Regions from separate parts of the Anas platyrhynchos genome. Here region 2 is linked to region 1. The links are chromatin contacts, called in public Hi-C maps. All regions are on one chromosome and are shown on one strand. Each heading gives the region's core, a stretch centred on a gene start, on an enhancer-like site or on the middle of the called end of the contact. The rest is flanking DNA. Distances are from core to core; before and after follow the strand shown. Region 1 holds the start of SPSB1 (splA/ryanodine receptor domain and SOCS box containing 1). Region 2 overlaps SLC25A33 (solute carrier family 25 member 33).

Evidence for each region. A called contact is a pair of places that touch in the nucleus more often than the background predicts.
Region 2: a contact with region 1 is called in a Hi-C map of skeletal muscle, with 2.4 times the contacts expected there. The contact joins the enhancer-like site here to the promoter of SPSB1 in region 1. A contact is called at or near these places in 3 of 8 Hi-C or Micro-C datasets (skeletal muscle and subcutaneous adipose tissue).

The regions. Positions count from the first base shown.
Region 1 is chr22:4,057,897-4,061,244 of IASCAAS_PekinDuck_T2T, forward strand. It overlaps SPSB1 (splA/ryanodine receptor domain and SOCS box containing 1), which reads left to right and starts at 1,991. Exons shown (of 3, transcript XM_027443079.3): 1 at 1,991-2,146.
Region 2 is chr22:4,162,739-4,166,157 of IASCAAS_PekinDuck_T2T, forward strand. SLC25A33 (solute carrier family 25 member 33) reads left to right here. Exons shown (of 7, transcript XM_027443204.3): 4 at 681-781; 5 at 3,029-3,095. Among named protein-coding and RNA genes, the nearest start is that of TMEM201, 8.3 kb to the right of the region's middle. Within about 2 kb of position 1,668, at least 1 of the 8 cell types and tissues checked has an H3K27ac peak or open chromatin away from gene starts, as enhancers often do.

The DNA.
Region 1 (3,348 bases), core at 741-3,240:
CTCCAGGTTGTCGTGCTCTCCATTTTATGCCCACGTGATACGTTCCTCTAACACCTTTGGCACAGCCAGAGGAGATAGGAGAGGCTTCTAAACAGTGGAGATAACCAGGAAAACTCTCCACAGGCAGGGATGGATGCACACAGAAAACTGCAGGTGTGCCCACAGAAAGCACCAGAGCCAGTTTTCAGCACCAAAATCCTTCCTCTGCTCACTCCAAGAAATATTTACAGGGTCTGCAGTGAGTACAGGCCCAGCTGCCAGAGATCAGAACAGTAACCTGCAGGAAAAGGGGGAGATTTGCACAATACACTTGCGGGATCATTGCTCGGTAAATTCTTCTGAAGTTATTGGGGAAAATTGACTCAGATGGCAGCAGGTCTAGGTCAAAGCAAAACAGTTTTGAAAAAGCTACTCAAACACCTATCTATTTACCAGGAAACTTCTCCCATTTCTATCTTGCCGAGTGTGAAAGGACCTATTTGTGCTGTATCTACCAGCTCCCTGGTGTTTCTGGTCAGCTGGAGTAATAAATTTAATGCAATGTGAATGTGTTATTTAATGAACCACAATAGCTGGCACAGAGCGACAATCCCCCAAGGAGTTCAAAATATGCTTAACAAATTAGTGCCTCCGTCCTGCAACGACACGAATGCACACATGAACTCCTGCCCCTGCATGCATCGCCCCACGGAGCACAACGGGATTATTTCCTTGCATTGGCAGGGGTGCTTTTGACTGCATGGCCAGAAAGGGGTGAGGAAGGGGTTGTCAGCAAGCTACCACACCTCAGCCTTGGCATTGCAAGGTCCTAGGGAAGATGCAGGCTTCTTTCTCCTGACAGCTCGGTCAGTTCAGCACCCTTCCGACCCCATTACAGGTCACTGAATCCCCTGCTGTGAGCACCTCGCTGAATAAGGAAGCCAGCAGTGGGTAGTGTACAGTCCCTGGGGCCATGCAATTTCATCTCCACCCATCTGCAGCTACTCGATCTCTTCCTTGTAAGCACTGCTCTTATGTTGCAAGTTGTGCATCGATGCATGGCCCCCGAGATGTGGCAAAAAACCTGCAGCCTCCCCGGAGATCCAGCACCTCTGCACACCTGGGAATCACCTTCCTCACCGCTCACCTCCCGCAGTCCCTAAGAAGGAGCACAGCAAGGGGAAGAGCGGCTCAGTATCCTAATTAGAAGGTAGGTAAGGAGGACACATTTATGGTTAAACCTTGAATTAAGGCCGGGTGCTGCAGAGGGGCTACAGCAGCGATGAAAGCAAAGCCCTCTGGAAGCAGGGACATAAAAAGGAGGACACACAAATGAATCCCACTCCCCTTTTCAGGTGTGTCCCAAGACCAGTAATGATGAGAAGTAGTCAAAGCCCGTTGCTCATGTCCAATCCCCCAGAAAATAACCTTGGTGTCTGGCAGGGGCACTCGGTGTGTCTGGGCTCGGATGCCACGGTGCCACCCCTAAAATCATTCATGCCATTTCCTTCAGCTCTGGGGTGGTCCTCAGAGCCCTCGCCTAATTTGCACCAGTGCGTGCTGCAAGCTGTGTTGCCTCACCCTCGTTTTGTCTGGGAATACCAAAAATGAATCATCTCAGAGGGACATCGCTGACTCAAGATTTGTCCCCAAAACCCGCTTTGTGCACCAAGCCTCCAAGGCACAGAGTCAGCGGGGCTGTACTTCCTCGCTTTACTCCGGTACACAAATCGATCCTTGTTAAAAAAACACCGCAGACACGCGTTGCCCCGAGCCTTTGCAATGCAAATATCCCAGCTCGGCCTCAACCGAGGGCCGAGCCCCCCTCAGGGAGCCGCCGCCGCTCCCCTCCCTGCCCGCCGAGGGGCCGCCGCCTCGCCTCACCCAGGCCCGGGGAAGGGAGCGGGGGGGGGGGGGCGCCTCACGGGCTCGCAGCCGACCGGAGCCGGGCCCCAAACGGAGCCCGGGGGCCGGTCCCGGGGGCCGGGGCGGTGTCGGGGCGGATCGGGGCGGTCTCCGGGCGTTATTTGTGCCATGTGACGGCGGGAGGAGCCGCGGCTGCAGCCTGCCCGCAGCCCGCCCAGCCACGGGCGCTGCGCGGCGCGGCCCCGGGAGCAGGCTCCGGCGGGACCCGGCGCGGCCGCTGCCATGGGGCGGCCCCAGGACGGTAGGAACCGGAGGGGGGACGGTGGCTGGGGTGTTTTTTTTTTCTTTGGGGTGGCGGCTACCGAGCTGCTGAGGCCTCTCCCTTGCTTCCTTCCCATCCCTCGCAGCGGGGCGCTGCTCCCCGGTCAGCGCGGGCTGCGTGGAGCCGGTGCCAGCTTCCCGAAAGATTAATATATATATATATATTTTTTAAAAGCAAACGCTGGGCTCAAACCCGGCTTGGTGAGCCGGGGGTGGAGGTGCTGAGCCAGCCTCAGCTGGGTGAGGAGGTCGGGTTGTTCGCTCGGTGCTTGTGGGGCTGCCTTGGTGGTCTCCGGAGCAGGGGCCTGATGGATATCGGGCTTTTTTCCTACACAAACCCCTTGGTGATGTGATGGGAGCTCGGGTAATCCTCTGTTTGAAGTGCCTGGTGTTGCTGGAAGAACAACAGGAGCGTGCTGCCTGCTGCTGCTGTTACAGGATGGATGCAGGCAGCCAGGCTGGTGAGCGGCTGTGGCAGAGCAGAAACCTGTGAAGCGAGCCATTGCTCGAGATAAGGGAGTTTACAAAATGATTATAAAGATGGAAGTTTGCTGCCTTGGAGATAGATTGGCCTTTCTTTTCCTGATAGCGATGCAGGAAGAGTTTATGACCCTTTTGTCCTGGGAGCAACCTTTCCCCAGTAGGAGAGCTGGATGGGGTCAAAGTACTGATCTCAGCCCAGGAGGAAGGCAATTTCTGTGGTGAGTTGATAGGGAAGCTGCTGGGAGCGTGGTGGGGCTGTGCTACTGTTTACCAAGCGAGTGGCAGCCCTGAGAGGCACTTCACTGGCTTCTGGAGGAGTCCTCCCTGGCCAACCCGCTGCTGGTGTGCCCGTCTCCTCCCTGCTCCGTCAGTGTGCCTGGCCTCCAGCCCTGTCATGGCTCTGGGGCGTTGTGATGATGGTTTCGTAAAGCCGTAATTTATTCACCCCCCCCATCCTAGTTGTGCTGAAGACAAGGGATGAACTTGAGCAGTGTATTCCTCTGGGGGGCATTGTGTTGTTGCCGTACAGCAGCAGCAGGCTTTTGCAGCCGCTCTTGGAGGTTACGGGATCGTGCTGTAATGGGACTGAAGTTTGTTTGTAAACTTACGTTAGAGATGTGGTTTTGTGTTCCAGGAACTGGCTAGCTGAGATGTGCTGTGTCTGTGTGGAGCCGGATCGCTGCAGCTGGGTCCGGGATG
Region 2 (3,419 bases), core at 418-2,917, 100 kb after region 1:
GAATGGACTTGCAAAGCTGCCACATAACCCCAAAGGTCTCCCCACTCTTTTCTAAACAGTAACAACAAAACTACCTATAACGGTTGTATTTGGAAGCCTTGCAGGCACCTAATGTTTGCTTTCCACACATACCAATGACAACCTCTTGGCAGGGCTGAAGATTTTGTGCCTAGCTAATATTAAAGCATTGGCTGTTGCAGATCTTGCTGTGAGTTTTTATTTTTTGCGTGCATTATGTAGGGATTTGAGGTGGGTAAAACTGTTTTTCATTTCAGCCCAGGGTTAAGTGTTTCAAGAATGAAGTGCTGCTAAGGCAGCTGTAGCTCTGACCCCGTTTAGCATAGGCTCAGAGTGGGGATGTGACTTTCCCGAGGTTACAAAGTGTATTTAATGCCAGTGCCGATGTTAGGATCCAATCCAACTTGCTTTATCTGCACGACCACGTTGCCTCCCATCTCAGACTTGGTATGAAAGTAAAATATTTCTGCTTTGTGGCTGTCAAGTCAGGTAGTGGCATTGTATTGTAAGGAGAAAAAACATCTGCAGACTTGCAGATGGAAGCAGTCATATGGAGGCCCCTTTGGAGAAGGAGTCTTGTTTTTCAGAAGGGGGTAAAATAGTAACATGTCTGACTTGATGTCATGAGTATCACATTGATTTTCTTCTGTTATTTTCCACAGAGCTGTCTATTTTGCATGCTACTCCAAAGCCAAAGAGCAATTTAATGGCATTTTTGTACCCAACAGCAATATTGTGCACATCTGTTCTGCAGGTTCTGCAGGTAAGTGTAATTCATCTTCCGTATGGTCTGCCACAATACCCCAGTGTCCAGCCCCTCAGCAGTAGCAGGAATGTCTGCATTGGCATCTGCGTGGCTCTGAGATGCGACTTAATTCTTTAAAGCATTTATTGCAGGTTGTTATTGCTTCAAGATGTGTTCTGCCCCTCTCAGTAGCTAGAAAGTGAGTAGAAAGAATCGTAAGGCAGGGACTGGACTTTCAGTCTGTGCAGGACCTGGGCAAATAAACCAGTCTTGACTGAGGGCTGTGGATAATTGTGATTGATATGTGAACGAATTCAGAGGCAATATGTGGCTCATTCTGAAACATACATGTGGTTTGTGCTTGTATATGCCAGAAAACATTAGGATCTATTACTAGGTGTAGAAGGATATACTTTCTAGGAAATACATCCAGCACTGATCTCCATAAAAGGGCGAGATCGGGAGACGTGACCAAGTTCATGAAACAGAGGTATGTAAAAGGCACTCCTAATGAGCCAAAGTTCAGAGACTATTTAAAAATAAAATCTGTGAGGCTGGAAACATCCCGTTCTCTGGAAAACAAACAGACGAGTACTTGGCAAGCTTGCTACGGAGACTGTTAAGGAACACACTCTCTGAAGAGCTTAAATTGGTGTTTCACAATGTTACTGAAAAGGTAAATACGCTCTTCTCTAGCATCTGGTTCCAACAGCCTCATATTGGTGCAAACTAAAGAGTTTATAGCAAAGGTATTGCATGTGCTTGTTATGTAATGTTGTTGTAGGAAGCCTTAGCACCTTTTCAAAAAGTCATCCTCTCATATGCGAGGAGGCAGAGAAAAGGCATGTAAGACTTCACAGAAGAGCCTAATAAATAGGTAGACAGATCTATATGTATGGTTTGTATCAGTCAACTGGCAGTCGCCTGCTTTGTAACCTGTGCAAGCCTGTGACTCTTACATCCAGCAAGGCTCAGAAACTGAACGCTGCCTGAAGTAATAAGGCACTTTAAAAGCATATTGGTGCAGCTGGAAATCCTTTTGCTTTGGCCTTCACAGATTTTTGTGCCAAGAGACAATACAGTGATGCTCGGCTGGCACAGCGCTTTCCATAGGTTTCATAGTACCCGTGTGAATGAGTCAGAGCGGCGTTATTTATTTCTCCTGTCTGTGAACTTCTATGCTTTGTCCACATTCAGTGTTGAGGGAGGTTTTAAGAAATCGCTGAAGCGGATGGAAACTGATGTAGAAACATGCTTGGCTGTCTTCTTAATTAAAGATTTTTTCAAAAAGGGCTTCTTGAAACCATGAAACAAGTATTACAGCTACAGAACAGTGAATAGCAGCATGATCTGATCCTTGTCTTTGAAGGACAGTGACCCTTTCGGTGTTACTGGAAATATTCTACAATCAGCTTTCGGAGGAAGCCAAAGGCAGTCCTCATGGAGTTTGATCCCAGGAGTTTGCCACCTCCTAACTTACCGTATTTGCAGAGAAACCATGTTACTGTTCAACACTTTAAAATGTTTCTAGATTTTTCTTTAGTAAGTGGAGGTAAATGTTTTTCTAACTGAAATGTTGTAGTAATTTCTCTAAACAGTTTAAAAAAACAAAAACAAACACAACAAAACAAGTTAACAGACATCAGCAAACCTTTGATACTGTTTTAGCCAAATTGTTTTGGTTTGTTGTATTTTTCCTCGCAGGATGGGAAAATATTTTGTTGTCAGAAAAACATGACAAACAGAGGCATAGTTGAGCGGAAGAGCCCCGCTAGTTCAAGCATCGGTCACCAGAGGGATCATTAAACATCTTTCCCAAACTAACCCCATAATTATGGGTGGATTTCATTAATGAGATGGCTCAATGGCACCACCTAGAGCCTTGGGGAAAGCAAAAGACTAATACGCGTGTGTGTTCCCCACAGGTTTTCCTTTTATGTATTATTCAAAACCCAGTTGGTAAGCTGGTAAGCTATCTTGCCTACAGTGGTCTTTAGGAATGTGAAGTTCACATTAGGACAGGTATAAAAAGGAAGGAACCCATATGAAATTCCAAGGTCATTGGATGATACCTTCTGAAGTTGAATACAGATAGTTCTCTGGCAAGAGCCACGTTGTAAGCTACACACCTACATGTCTTTTGAAACCTCTGGAGCTGTGACACTAGAACTGTGTCACTGTGCAATATATATGGTTCCTATTTGCATGAACAATGGCAGTACACTGGCCTGGATTCAGCTGTACTTTTTCTTCTTCCTTTTTCAGCCTTTGTCACAAATTCCCTGATGAATCCTATATGGATGGTGAAAACCAGAATGCAACTGGAACGGAAGTAAGTGACAGAGATGGGATACTGCTAGGTGGCTAAGGGAGCCTCTGGAAAACTTAAAAACATAAAATGTTTTTATTGATGGTCTTTTAGACTTTGATTGAACTTGATTTTTCTTTCCCCTGACTCCCACCTTTCAAGCTGCCATCCTTTTGCCTGGTCAGGCTGAAGGTTAAGGTTTTGGTGTTATTTAATTTTGATATACAGTTACTACTGAGAGGGATGTGGAAGTTGCTTCCAGTGCTGAGTTAGATTCAGGTTTTGGGTCTGCTGTAAATGTTGAGCAAATTTGGGCATAGCATTAATTTGCCCTCAGATCCCTGCTTA